4 separate regions of the Sus scrofa genome follow, and regions 1, 3 and 4 are each linked to region 2. The links are chromatin contacts, called in public Hi-C and HiChIP or PLAC-seq maps. All regions are on one chromosome and are shown on one strand. The core of a region is the stretch at or near the end of the contact, and the rest is flanking DNA. Distances in the headings are between cores, read along the strand shown. Region 1 holds the start of LOC110261716 (ribonuclease 4-like). Region 2 holds the start of PARP2 (poly [ADP-ribose] polymerase 2). Region 3 holds the start of NDRG2 (NDRG family member 2). Region 4 holds the start of METTL17 (methyltransferase like 17).

Evidence for each region. Hi-C and Micro-C count contacts between places; a contact is called where the count stands out from the background. HiChIP or PLAC-seq counts read pairs in DNA pulled down with a chosen protein or histone mark.
Region 1: a contact with region 2 is called in an H3K27ac HiChIP or PLAC-seq map of alveolar macrophages. The contact joins the promoter of LOC110261716 here to the promoter of PARP2 in region 2. A contact is called at or near these places in 1 of 47 Hi-C or Micro-C datasets (subcutaneous adipose tissue) and 1 of 2 datasets of contacts at active chromatin or transcription factors (alveolar macrophages).
Region 3: a Hi-C map of liver shows a contact between it and region 2, with 5 times the contacts expected there. The contact joins the promoter of NDRG2 here to the promoter of PARP2 in region 2. A contact is called at or near these places in 2 of 5 promoter capture datasets (liver and skeletal muscle) and 1 of 47 Hi-C or Micro-C datasets (liver).
Region 4: a contact with region 2 is called in an H3K27ac HiChIP or PLAC-seq map of alveolar macrophages. The contact joins the promoter of METTL17 here to the promoter of PARP2 in region 2. A contact is called at or near these places in 2 of 2 datasets of contacts at active chromatin or transcription factors (alveolar macrophages and skeletal muscle).

What each region holds. Positions count from the first base shown.
Region 1 is chr7:78,186,574-78,189,880 of Sscrofa11.1, reverse strand. It overlaps LOC110261716 (ribonuclease 4-like), which reads right to left and starts at 1,347. Exons shown (of 1, transcript XM_021100006.1): 1 at 1-1,347. The coding sequence starts at 1,009. The coding sequence ends at 581.
Region 2 is chr7:78,549,945-78,553,623 of Sscrofa11.1, reverse strand. It overlaps PARP2 (poly [ADP-ribose] polymerase 2), which reads left to right and starts at 2,231. Exons shown (of 16, transcript XM_005656314.3): 1 at 2,231-2,375; 2 at 3,271-3,420. The coding sequence starts at 2,333.
Region 3 is chr7:78,113,016-78,116,620 of Sscrofa11.1, reverse strand. It overlaps NDRG2 (NDRG family member 2), which reads right to left and starts at 2,249. Exons shown (of 14, transcript NM_001078683.1): 1 at 2,169-2,249; 2 at 1,302-1,407; 3 at 905-1,025; 4 at 662-724. The coding sequence starts at 2,243.
Region 4 is chr7:78,143,323-78,146,863 of Sscrofa11.1, reverse strand. It overlaps METTL17 (methyltransferase like 17), which reads left to right and starts at 1,542. Exons shown (of 14, transcript NM_001244326.1): 1 at 1,542-1,636; 2 at 1,788-1,941; 3 at 2,029-2,163. The coding sequence starts at 1,556. LOC110261608 (a long non-coding RNA gene) reads right to left here and starts at 1,436. Exons shown (of 4, transcript XR_002345954.1): 1 at 1,286-1,436; 2 at 339-405.

The sequences.
Region 1 (3,307 bases), core at 98-2,597, 360 kb after region 2:
GATGGACGGGACCGCTCGCTGTGGAGTCACCAGCTCTGCCACTTCTCCCTGGGCCGTGCCTTGAGCAGTATGGGTTTGTTTCTACAGAGAAAGCAGGTTTCCCTCTCGGGTATCGTCCCTAATCGTCTCCGCAGGGAGCCCACTGGGGAGAAGGGAGCTGAAGGTCCAGGAGGAGGATCCTGGGAGCTAGACCACACAGGGCTGCCCAGGGCCAGCCTCTTTGGGAGTTCTTCTTAGAGTGGCTCATGGTCTAATTAGCTCAGCCCCCGCCCCGGCTTGAGCAGCCGCTCCGTGGGAGCAAGGCTCTTCCAGGGTAGATGCCCTTTACAAGGTAAGAGGGCTTTATCCCCCCACTCCATCTTGTCTTGCACCCAAATACCTGACCCCATAGCGGGAGTGTGGGGTAGGGTGTGGAGTTAGGGTTGGGGGAGAGGCTAAGAGGGAGATACTCCTGCCTGGAAACAATAGGTGATTTGTTGGCAAGGGAAGAAGCATTTACAGAGAAGACTTTGGCAGGGCCTCAAAGATCTGGAGGAAGGGTACAAGTCACTGTGCTTGCCGTGGCAGGGCTGGGAGGAGTCTAGGCGTCCAGGTGAACAGGGGCTCCTTCCTCACAGCCCACACGGATGGGCCTGGTGGAGTCTTTCTTATGGTAGTGGCAGTAGGGGGGCCGGGTCCCTGCTCTGGCAAAGCAGTCAGTGACGCTGACATCACGAGTGCTGTTGTGGCAACTTTGCAAGGAGCGGCTGCCGGTACAGGGCACAGGTGGAGTTCTGCAGAAATCCGCTATGGTGGCCAGATCCTCATGAATGAAGGTATTGATCTGCTTGCATTTACCCCCACGGATCAGCCACCGTCGCCTCATCATCACATCACAGTACCGGTGGTGTCCTCCAGGGACCCATGACACGGGGTTGTCTATATGTCGTCTTGAGAAGGGCAGACTTAGAGTAAAGACAGTTTGCTCCAAGAGGAGGAAGAGGAAAAGAAGGGTCCATGTGAGATTCATGTTCCCTGTGAAAGCAGGTCAAGGAAGAGTGGAGTCAGGGAGCAGGTTAAGGTCCCTTTCCCCCAAGATGCCTATTTCGAAGTAGTCTTGGCCCAAGCACTTGATGTCCCCTCTGGCCCCTTGCTACACTTATTCTTCTGGTACTCATGCCAACTATTGTTCTCAAATGCTCCTTCTACCCCACGACTACCCCATCCCCCCATTTCTCTGGGTAAGAGATGAAGAGAGCAGAGAAGGACTTGCCAGTAAAGGAGGTGCCTACCGCCCCCTCACCCCTTGATGCACCTGGTATACAAAGCTATTTTCTTTTCGTTCTCTTGTCTTTTTGCTTTTTCTAGGACCGCTCCTGTGGCATATGGAGATTCCCAGGCTAGGGGTCAAATTGGAGCTGTAGCTGCTGCCCTACACCAGAGCCACAGCAACGCCAGATCAGAGCCTCATCTGCAACCTACACCACAGCTCACAGCAATGCCAGATCCTTAACCCACTGAGCAAGGCCAGGGATCAAACCTGCAGCCTCATGGTGCCTAGTCGGATTTGTTAACCACTGCACCACGACAGGAACTCCACAAAGCTATTTTCAAACTGAAGTGTTTCTTGCTCCTTACTTGAGCAGTCAACCTAAAAAGGTTCAATCCCTGGCCTAGTAACTTTTGCATGCTGCAGGTATGGCCAAAAAACCAAAACCAAAACCAAAACCAAAAAAACAAATAAATCCAAAAGATTCCCAGCCGTTCCTGGTACAGGGCCTGTCGTCAGGAAACTTCCCAACAGGTGCCCAGGGAGTCAGTAAAGTTCCTGTCTCTGGGGCTGATATTCTGACTCCTTTTTGAATACCGGGGAGTCCCAGTGGAGAGCTTTTGTAGAGCAGATGACATTCACAGCTATGAACATGTCCCTTTTAGCAAAGGATACTCCCAGCAGAAACGGAACCTCCGTGGCCTTGCCTCCTTCCTCTAATCCTGTAAAAATCACATTGTGTGTATTTCCTTTCCAGATCTTGGAGTGAGGGCCATAAGGAAAACGCTCGGGTCTGTCAGTGATCTTAAACAGGTTGCCGGGTAGGACTAATTTCATGCTTCCCGTTTCACACCTGGAGTCTTTACAAGCATCACACAGAGTGCCTATGACGTCACCACAAACATGGAGGAAGACACCTGCAGTTTGGTGCCGTCTGTCCGGAGCTTGCTATTGGAGGTGGGCAAATCTCCCCATCCTTCCATTCCTTATCTCTACAGTGAAGGTTACAGGAGTTCCCTTGGTGTCACAACTGGGCGGGCAACATCTCTGCAGTGCTGGGATGAAGGTTTGATCCCTGGCCCAGCACAGTGGGTTAAGGATTCCGAGACGCCTCTTCTCAGTTGCAACAGTGACTGGGATCTGATCCATATGCTGTGGGGTGGCCAAAAAATTCAAATAAAATAAAATAAAGGTTATGGATTAAAGATCTCTTTCAGTTTAGTCCCTGCCTGTCTTTCACTCTCTCATTAAGCATTACTTGTGTGAGTGGACCCATGTGGGATTTTCTGTGTGTACACACTGGTTTATGTGTGTTCAGACAAGGAGGACTATTTTGTTTGCAAATTGAGTTTCCATGTGAGAATCATTAATCCAATCAAATCTATCCGTTTTCTGAAAAGCGATAGTTGGTGGATTTAGGCAAAAAAAATCTCTTTTGCATAAAGATTACATTGTTTCTGTCTCTACAATTTAAATTGTGAGAGGTCTTATTACAGGAGAAGCTGTCTGAGACTTGGGTCTGCATTTCAGGAAGGCAAGGGAAGGAGTCAGTATGTCTTCCCAGAACTCCAAAATCAGCTGGGTTAGGGGGCCTGCTAATGAAGGTGGTGGGAGGGACACATACAGTCAACCAACAAGCTGTAAAGTAAGCAGATTTCGTGGATCTGATCTTTTTTTCTTTTTTTGCTTTCCAGGACTACACATGCAGCATATGGAAAAGTTCCCAGGCGAGGGGTCTAATCAGAGCTACAGCTGCCGGCCTATACCGCATCCACAGCAACGCCTGATCTGAGCCGCGTCTGTGACCTACACCGCAGCTCATGGCAACGCTGGATCCTTAACCCACTGAGCGAGGCCAGGGATCGAACCCGCATCCTCATTGATCCTAGTCGGATTTGTTAACCACTGTGCCACAATGGGAACTCCCATCATAGATTTTTATCTTGATAGGTCTCCCTTGCAGGTAGGCCTCAGAAACCTTTTGTCTAATTAGGCAACAGGGCAAACTCTGACTAATAACAGGCAAAAAACTGAGTGGGATCTAATACCTAGATGTCA
Region 2 (3,679 bases), core at 982-3,481:
TTTTTAGGTTGAACTTTTTAAACCGAGTTTCCTTTTGAGTTAATACACTTAGCACAAGCAAAGACAGGCTAATCCAAGCTATTTACATATATTCTTGTTTAGATGGACTTACTGCAAACAATTTTCATTCCTTTAGGATAATTACCTATCCTTTATGACCTCGACATGGTTCATTTATGTAAGGTTCATTTATGTGAGGTATCATCATAAACAGTCTAGATCTACTCAAGTTAGAATTTATCATCAGGGTAATAGTCAAGTTAACAGGCTTAGTAAGAAAGATACTGCAAGAAAAAAAAAATGTTCCCGTCGTGGCGCAGTGGTTAACGAATCCAACTAGGAGCCATGAGGTGGCGGTTTTGATCCCTACCCTTGCTCAGTGGGTTAACGATCCGGAGTTGCCCTGAGCTGTGGTGTAGGTCGCAGACATGGCTCGGATCCTGCGTTGCTGTGGCTCTGGCGTAGGCCGGCGGCTACAGCTCCAATTAGACCCCTAGTATGTCATCTGCAATCTAAAGAGAGAGGCCTTAGGAGAAACCAGTACTGCCAACACCTTAATCTTGGACTTCCAACCCCCGGAATTTTGAGAAAACAAACTTCTATTGTTTGAGTAACCTAGTCTGTAGTTCTTAGTTATGGCAGCCTTAGCAAACTAATACACTGTGCGATCTAGAATAAATTATTGAAATTTTCTAAAGTTCAATTTCCTGAACTACAAAATGGAGATAAGGATAATACGTACCCTGTAGGGTTGCTGTGAGAATTAAATAATAAATGTAAAGCTTACTGCATAGTAAACACTAAATAATTTCTAGTTATTATCAATATAAAGATTAAATGAGGTTGTGCATGTACAGCACTTAGTTCAGTGTCTAGTACACAAAGAAAGCTCTAGTAAATATTAGATATTTTTAATAAATTTCCATTTTTATACATCTTCCTATTTCCAAAGTAATGCCTTTTAGGCCCGTCTAGCTTATTTGTGCCATAATTAAGTCAGATGCAACAAGCTTTGATTTATCTTCAGAAACAGATCAACCAATCCAATACAGCAAACATTTTGTTGAGCAAGTACTTACATTTTGTCAGATTTATTCCCAAGTACTTGATATGCTTTTATGTTATTTTAAATTGTATCTTTTCTAAAAAATCTTTTTCTATTTCTTTGAAGCTCTTTTTAAAAGATAAAATTTATTCTTACGTGTTATTTTTCTATTAGCCTTGCTAAGCTTCCTTTTTGAGTTAAAAAAATTATCTCCCAGTATCTTCCGATTTTTTTTAATATTTGTAATCAAACAGCATGCAAGTAGTGAAAAAATTTCTTCATTTATGTTGATGAACAAAATTTCTTAATTTAATTTTTTTTGGCTTTTTAGGGACACACTCGTGGCATATGAAAGTTCCCAGGCCAAATCAGGCCACAGCAACACAGGATCCAAGCCACGTCTGTCACCTATACCACAGCTCAGGGTAATATCGGATCCCTGACCCACTGAACAAGGCCAGGGATTGAACCTATGTCGTCATGGATCCTAGTCCGGTTCGTTACTGCTGGGCCACAATGGGAATTCCCAAAATTTCTCTATTTTAATATAATCAAATTTATCAATATTTCCCTTATACTATATATCTTTGAGAACCCCCCCCATTCCTTACCTCAAGATATTCCTTGCCTCAAAAGATATTTCTGTGTATTTCAAGTTCGTTTATTGAAGATCAGTGCTCACACACAGGATGCGCTTAAATCATGCATTTCTTTAAAAGAAGGTCGGAGGGAGAGTAGTCTGAATTGGGTTATGAGGCCCCCTGACGGGGTACCTCACCTCAGCCATTGAACTCACTTCGCTGGCCGTGAGTCTGTTCCAAGCTCCGGCTCAGGAGGCATCCGCCAGGCCCCTCCTCAAGGCGGGGTCTCATGGCATCTCCTGCCCAGTCTGCCCTCGCGCGGAGACCCGTTCTCTGGGAACTCACCTCCCTGAGATTCAGGGAGGGCCCTGTTAGGGCCGCTCTTGGCCCTAGTCTCAGACCTTCCCAAGGGACATGGGGTAGAGTGACTGAATGCACTCAGCGCGTAGCCCCACCGATGAGCTTCTCTCCGCCCTACGTAGGAAAACTGCTTCTGTGAGCACTTATAAAACTCCCATAAGTAGAGAGATTTCATAGTTATGGTGATTTCCCATAAGACATTGCGACATGCAAATATTGTGGCGCGTTCGTCCCCGTCCGGTGCAGGCAGCTTCGCTCCAGGACGCACGCGCAATACATGTTCCCGCCTTGAGACTGCGCCGGCAGATTCCTAGGAAGTGGTTGATGACGTCGATGTTAGGGATCCATGGCTGCGCGCGGGAGAGGGACCTGCAGCCGCCGGACGCGAGGTTCGGAGCACTTTGCTGGGGGCGGAATGCCGGGAGGCGGGAAGTCGGAAAATGAACGGTGCTGTCAACTGTAGCCCTTCCCGTTTCCATCGCCCTCTGAATCAGCACTTGTTTTGGTGCTGTACTTTGACAATCAGTTTTAAGAGCTTTTTGGATTGCAGAATTGTGTATAACAGGTTGTTGATCTATAACAACTAGCCTGGTGCCAACACTATTTTAAATATCTAATGTCATACAATCTAAAAAATTAATTATAAGGTGTCTAATTATTTTATGTAGCACCAAGCAAAGAAAAACGCTTCCAGTTAAAACATGATTCACTGCTTGTAAATTATCACTTGTAAAATGCATCCAGTTTCAGAGATGATAAAATGCAGCTCATACAATTGATTTATGATGAGATACTCTATCTCTCTGTATATTGTGTTCTTAATGTATTGCTCCACCCTACAAATTCCATATTGTTGTTGTCATCCTCTGGATTTTTCAGTTGGGGCAACTGAAGTACAAAGAGATGAAACAACTTAAGATTCCACAACTAGAAAAAGACAGGGCTGGGCTCCTAGTTAGGCACAGACTTCGGAGCACTCTGCTACCACCTTAGGGAGTTTGGGGGATGGGACACCAGTAAACAGAAGAGATAAACAGGCAGAAGAGAATCATGCCTCAGGCATGGTCTTACAAGAGCCTCAAGGCTTCATTTTATTTTATTTTGTTTTATTTGGCTAGAACAGCAATTCAGGAACTCAGACTGTTTTCAAGAACGGTGATGCGGCAGTTATTACTCTTTTTGTAAATTTACAAAACCATCGCAATCCATTTCTTTCAAAAGGTGTTTTTTTCATTGTGTACTCATTCTTTCTTTTGCTGCTTTGTCCATTTGTCTTGCCCATAGCATTAAATGAAGCTGCAAAAATTAATGGCAAAACAGCTACAGAAGACACTCCTCCTGCAAAGAAAATTCGAAGATGTCAGAGGCAGCAGGTGAAAAGGGAGCCTGTGGCTGGAGGAAAGGCTGACAATGACAGGACAGAAGACAAGCAAGGTCAGAGAGAACATCTGCCAGCAAGAGTGTTCCTGGGAGGGGTGAGGCTAGGGGATATCTTGTTCTTTCAACTCTTATCTCTTCCTTTCTTGAAGATATAATTAACTTTCTACCTGTGGGGCATACCGTACAACTAATCTACTTTCTCAAAATGTTCAGTTTCATGTATCTGAGATAAACTGAGACCTGGGTAGATAAGGTCTATTATAGCCCTTCCCATTTCCATCACCTTCTGAATCAGCACTTGTTTCACTGCTGT
Region 3 (3,605 bases), core at 1,000-3,499, 440 kb after region 2:
GAGCTAGTTCAACTTGTTCTCTTTTAGTTCCTGATTCCTCTAGAGGAACTGGGAAGAAGGGAACTTGAAGCAAGATGTTAAAAACAGATACAACTTCAGTGAACAACAGGAAGCATAGTGGGGAAGAGAGCCAAAGAGGTGAACCAGAGCTGCCCAGGGCCCCGGTGCCCAGAAAAAGCCAAGCCAAAGACAGAGCACAGGCATCGTGCAACACTCAGTGTGCACAACCGAGGCCTCACCCAGTTTTCTCTTCCTTCTCCCACTCCTCTTAGATGCAGGGCGGGCACCCAGTGCACCAGGTGTGTGTTTGGAGGAGGCAGAGGGAGTGGGAGGGAAAGACAGGTCTGTCTGGTTCCTCCCGGACCATGTCGCCCCCCTCCTCTTCTCTAGCTTCCAGATCAGAGAAGTCCCTCCTCAGCCTAAGGCAGGGCCATGCACCCAGCTTCCTCTTCCTCTCCTCTGTCCCTTAGGGCTACTCCGCTGACTCAAGTGTTTTCCAAATCCACCTGCTTCCTCTGACAATCAGGTGGGGGCATGGAGGAGGGAGGGTATATCTAGGCCAGACAGAATTCACCCAGAGCCTGGGTGGGCACAGGAGTTCTAAGGGCCACCCTGTGCTAGAGAGAGAACTCTGGCTTGGAGGGGCCCCCGAGCCTCTCACTTTAAGTACTGTAGGATGCACGGGATCATGTCTGCAAGCTGGTCCAGAGACGGGTACTGATATCTGGGGAGGAAAGCAATGTTAAGGAAAATACCAACCTGCCCCCAGGCCCCCACCTCAGTGTCCTCTTCATCCTCTCCCAGAATCACCACCACGCCCTTCCCTCCTCCCCTGGTCCAACCCCCAGGTCACACCTGTCGTGCGCCTCACAGTCTGAAGAGGAGGGAAGGAGCTAGTTCTCACCCCAAAGGGAACACGGGAGCCCCCTCTTCCATCCCAGGGGCATCCACATGGACCCGCACAAAGTTCTGAATGATTTCTTGCATATCCCCAAACTGAAACAGCGGCTGGAAACAGGATTTATCTAAAGAGAATCCCCATGACCCCAATAGTAGAATCAGACAGGAGAAATGTCCCCAAGTCACAACCCACCCTCTTTCTCTCCCGCCACAGTCAGACTAGGAGAGAACTTGACATGCCACGTGGCTCCCTTCCTGACCCTTCTTCTCACACCAGGGTTGTTTGCTTTAGTTTTTTTTGTTTTTTTTTTGTTTTTTTTTTTTTTCACATCAGGGTTAACCGTGCCCCCCTCCAGGCCTCTTCCCAGAAAGAAATGGAAGGGGAAGGTGAAGGCCCTTACAGTTGAGTCCCACATCATGGTAGGTGAGTATCGCTGGGCGTTTGGGCTTGGGGGTGCCATAGACAGTAAAAGTGACAGAGCCATAAGGTGTCTCCACACTGTGAGTCTGCAGGAAAAGAGGTCACCATCAGGTAGGATTTAGGCTGAGAAGAAAAGAGGCAGAAGAGGAACCTCCACAAAAGTTGGGGCTTTAAGGTGGGGGAGGGGCAAAGAGAGGCGATGGGACCCAAGATTTAGAAATAGCATCAGCAAGAATTTAGTTTGACACTGGAGGATGATTTTGAGGGTGGAAAAGCATAATGAAAGATTGGAGAGCATCAGGGAACTCTGCGTAGGGAGGAGAAAGGAAGGGAAGGGGAGCGACGGGGACAGGAGAGGACTGGAAAAGGAGAGGAAGCGGAGAGATGGAAAAGCCAAGAGCCGGGTAGGGGCCCTCTCCTTCCTGGGGAGAGCCCCTCCTCCCACCTGGGGCTGCCCCAAGCTGGTTACCTGTCCCTGGTCCAGGAGGATTCGGGCAGCTAACTCAGCCTCCTGGAGAGAGACACACAGATACACACAGAGACACACAGCCACGTAGGGTCACAGACGGAGAGACAGATACAGATAAAGAAAGGTAGGTAGAGAGACCAAAAGAGACCAAAGACAGAAAGAGGTTGACAAAAAGAGACATGGAAAGGATGAAAGTTAGTGTAGTGACAGGACAAAAGCCTGGGCTCTCGGTGTGGTGTATGGGGAGAGAAACACAGGTAGATGTGGAGAAAGTAGGGGTGTGGGTTAGAATGAGGTCATGAATTTGGGAAGGCAAGAAGTGGGGGGATGCCTGGAGTTCTGGAATTCAGGCCTGGGAGTCAGAGGGTCTCGGATAACCTTGGCCACCTCGGGTGTCTGCCCTGGCAACAGCGGTTTCTCCTCCGTGATCTGCACCTCCTGCAGCTCCGCCATGGTGGCCTGGCAGGGTGAGGAAACACGGAGACTGCAGAGGCTGCCCCCACACTGCCACACCTCCTCCAACGCCTGGCTTCCTCTCTCAGCACTGGACAAAGCAGTGTGCAGAGGGCCCCGGGAGCCAAGGACCTCTCCAGGACACACCAAGAGCCTTGCCTGCCCCCAGCGCTGGAACCAGGCTGCTGGGGGAGAGGGCTTGTGGAAGAGAAATCAGGGTACCACTTCCCCTCAGATTGGCCATCCCCAGCACCCCTCAACACCCACACCTCCCGAGCCTCCCCCCCATCCTGGATGGAAGTAATGGGGGTTGAGCAGCAATGCAGCTGTGTGTGTGGGTTTTCAGACTATATTTAGGGGCCACCCCATACTTCTAGTTTGGTAGGGGGTGAAAATAGTGGCTCAGTGACTGGGTACTCTAAAGATACTAAGGGATGAGTAGTAAAAGTTCACCATTGAATGTGACCTTCAACTAAAGTCCCAAGGTCAGCAGCTCAAAGGAGAGGGGCTAAAAATGATCTGAGAAACATGATCAAGAGGGGGAGGGGGGAAGACAAGAAAAGTAGGACAAGGTACATCTGTGTCCAGCTGATCCAATGCCTCCCTTCCTCCCAAGATGCTTCCTCTTGACTGCAAAGAAGTTAACATATGTTCAATTTTTGGCGGTTGCCGGGTTAGGAGGGGAGCACCTGTGCAGACCAGCACAGTGAAGGGCCTGCAGCCTGGGGGTGGGGTCACTTACTGGACTCCTATTGGCTGGACGCAGTGGGGTTAGGGGTCAGGGTTCTCACTCCTCCTGGCTCAGGGGTCTGAGAAAACAAGGCAATGAGGTGAATGACATGGGAGACAGACTCTGGGTCTTTTAGGGACAGAAAGCCAAGATCTGGACGACTGGGTCACCAACCCTTGCCCGGTCACTAACCTGCCCTAATCTGTACCCCTGAGTCCAGTGAACAAGCCTTCTCTAGGCTTCCACTAGAATCAATACAGGCTGGAGGGGCCTACGGGGCAACACAGAGAGCAGGTATCAGTTCAGGCTGGAAGGGTTTGGGGGGCGGGGAGGAGAAAAGGAAGTGCTGATGTGGAGGAAAGAGCATGGCTAGTGTCAGAACCTCTGGATTCTAGTCCCGGCTCTGCCTCTACCAGTGTGACCTTGGCTCAATCTGTCACTGTTCTTGCCTTCAATTTCTTATTTGCAAACTAGTCTGGACTAGGGGATCCCCAAGTTTTGACAGCTCTCAAGCAAAATGAGGGTAGCAGAGCACGACTGGTTCCACCATTAAAATTTTTGTTTGTTTGTTTAAACCTTATGCCGTCGCTTTTCTCCTCCGCCCAGTCTCGGTGTGGGTCCCACCAGTTTAG
Region 4 (3,541 bases), core at 293-2,792, 410 kb after region 2:
CGACCACAGGAAACTCCAACAACTATTACTGTCTTGCTGCTCTAGAATTCAAATTCAGACTGCCAGACTCCAGATGCCAAACACTTTATATCTCTGTTTCACTACCTCCCTATGTCAAAAAATAACAGCCAATCTTATGCTAACCTACAGTGAGAGGGATATTTTATCTTGCTAACATTTGAGTCAGAGATCTAAAGTTAAACAAAGTGACACAGGAGATAAGACACAAGAGATGAGAATTGACAAGAGATGAGAGTGTGGCAGTATGAATCAAAGGGGGGGATGAGGGGTAGAGAAGTGAACCTGAAAGGAAGGAGAGGGGTGAGTGAGGCACTTACCAAAGCTGTCCTAAGTGCCCCTTAAGTCTTACTCCAGAGTATTCAGATTATTGAAAGGCCTCCATTACTAGAAGCAAAGTTTAATAACTCAAATGAAAATCAGACATTTAACTGTCCAATTGATATAGTTCCCCATATTTTATCCCATAATCACCATATTTGGACTCTGACATTTACACCACAGGCAATACTTCTACACATTCAGTCACCAGATTTCTATCCCAAAAGGTTAATAATACCATAGCTGATTAATGGTGTGCCATAAGAATCACGAGGTTAGAACACAGTAAGTTATTTTTAATGCTACATGTTAACACTTCAGACCAGTGTTCTTAACTAACCTGCTAACTTGCATTCTAAGTAACCACTTGCATTCTAAGTGCATTATGAAGTAGGGTATATGTTTAAAGGTGAATCTCAGACTTAGACTGCCATGGTTTAAATCTAGTTGTCACCTAACAAGCTTTGTGATCTTGTCATAATATTTAAACACCTGAAGACTCAGTTTCCTCAAGTGCAAAATGGGGTTAAAATAATCTACCCCACAGAATTGTGGGAGCTAAATGAGGTAGCATTATGTAAAAGTGCTTGCCACACTATCTGGCACATATGTTCTAATGCTGGCTATTTATCTAAGCCATTTATTTATATTAATATGAAGAGAAACTAACATGCAAAAGAGATAAAATCTATTAACTATAAACTTCTGCTATCTTCAGTCGCCTAAATCTGGCTTTTCTTATTTCCTTTTTTTTTAATGCTTTTTTTTTTTAAGAAATTAAGGTATAGTTGATTTACAGTGTTGTGCTGGTTTTTATTTCATCTCTTCTTTTCACAGTAGGTAAGGACTCCAAGGCTCCAGAGTTCTCCAGAGAGAAAGACGAACAACACAGGTAGCTAATACACACAGAAATTCCTCGACTTCCCAAAAGAGTGCCCGCCCCTACCTCATCCAGCCTTCTCTATTTCTGGACCTGAGGACAAATCCTAAAGAGTTGAGGCCACCTGTCTTCCGGCTGGTTACTTCTGAACCAAGGGCCTTGTGCAGTCTCCAAGGTGATTTACATATCGATTTGTTATTGGCTCCTAGTAACCACTCGCCCTCCTCATTGGCTGATTCTGCCCCGCGTCGACGTTCAACGGAGGAGGTTCACTGCGACGAGTGAAGGGCGGGTTATCGGCACCCACATTTCCGCTTCCGGTTTATCTCTGGCACCATGGCGACCGCAGCAGGAGCCGGGTGTCTGCTGACATTACGCGGATGGCGCCGTGGCCTTGGAGTTGCTCCCCGGTGCCGGGTGAGTGATTACTTTCCCTGCCGTCGGAGAGGCTGTGGATCTAGATAACAGCTCTGCGCCGAGGAGGAGCGCTCTCGGCAACGCCTCCCTTAGCAAGTGCCGGCAACCATCCTTTCTGTCCCCCAGTCAGCTTTTCTTTCCCGGCCTACAGGCGCTCGCTGCCCTCGTACCCGGCGTCTCCCAGGTGGATAACAAGTCCGATTTCCTGGGGAAGAAGTCCCATCGCCGGCACCCTGGCATCCTGCAGTTGTCGCGCGTGCGGCTGCCGCAAGCATTGGTCGATGCCGCGACATTACTACTGCTGGGTGAGTAACGGTGGGAAATGGAAGCTAGAGGAGAAACGTAGACTGGTCTTACGTGTAAGTGATTCCGCTTTTCATTTTGGTCCGTAGAGAGCTCTATGCCCAATATGGAGAAGCAGGTGCAAGCACTGACCAATTATCTCTGGAGCCGGCATTTACCCGTAGAGACAGAGGAGTTGCAAAGACGGGCTGTACATTTGGAGAAAAAATTCTTGGAAAACGCAGGTAGGGCTCAAGTATTTAATTAACGAGTAGACCAAGTTGAAAAAGTAGTGGGAATTGAAGTGCAAGAAATAATTTCACAGTCTCTTAAATAGATACTGCAGTTTCTATTTTGACTTTCTGGCCAGTGCAATTATTACAATAATGCTTTACTAAGAGAAGATAATTTCAGGGATTGCCCTTGGGGCTTGAGTAAAAGTCAGTTAGTGCTTCAGTATCCTGTCGAAATTTAGATCTTTGGGGTTTTTAAAATTATATATTTAAAGCACTCTAATATGTAATAAAATAACAAATATTGAAATATTTTGGATTTCTTTTTGTGTAGATAAGAGAAGAATCTGGGGCATATTTTCCACTGATAGCACACACCAATTAGAATGTTAAATTGTTACACAAAATAATATTTGGATTTTATAACATTGAAAAAGTAAATTTTCCAAAATTTACAAATTTTCCAAAAAGTAAATATTTAGAATGTCTCAACCATGCTTAATGTTTTCCAATATGGAAGTAAATATTAGTTTAATATAAAATAATTATATTTATTATTTCAATTAAGCTAAATAAAATAATATTTCAGGTCTCCAGTTCTACTGGCCATGTTGCAGGTACACATAGATCTTTATTTTTTTTCCTACAAGTCCATTGGTTTAAGATGATCTAAGTTTTTATTCAAGTAAAATAAAGTCCTTGTTCAGTACTGAAACACTCTTCAGGGAAAGAAGAGTACGTATAGTTTGCCAAGTTATTTTCATGATGTGAGTTCCCTCATATTAAAGACCTGCCTTTTATTCATCTTGTATTTCCTGAACTTCCTGTAGTACCTTGTTCATAATATTTGCTTGGTAGATAAAATAGTGCTGAACTGAATGCAATCATGAGACTTAAGATTTTTCAAGCCCCGTTCCTCCCTATAGGAACATCGGAGACATCACAATATTAAGTTTTGGGGAAATGAGGAAATCCACAAAATACTGTCTTTATTCTATTCCTTAAATCTTTATTATACTTTTTAATATAGATAAAACCTGTTGGGTAGGTTTGGTTGAATTGAATAAACTGCTATTAGAGGCAAAATTCTATCTGCTACACTTTGATGATGGTGGTGGTGGTGGTGTTATTCTTTTTTCTTTTTAATTACATGATGAATTTATTACATTTATAGTTGTACAATGATCATCACAATCCAATCTTAATAGGATTTCCATCCCACAACCCCAGCGCATCCCCCCACCCCCGAACTGTCTCCTTTGGAAATCATTAGGTTTTTCAAAGTCTGTCAGTCAGTATCTGTTCTGCAAAGAAGTTCATTCTGTCCTTTTTTCAGATTCTACATGTCAGTGAAAGCATTTGATGTTGGTGTCTCATTGTCTGACTGACT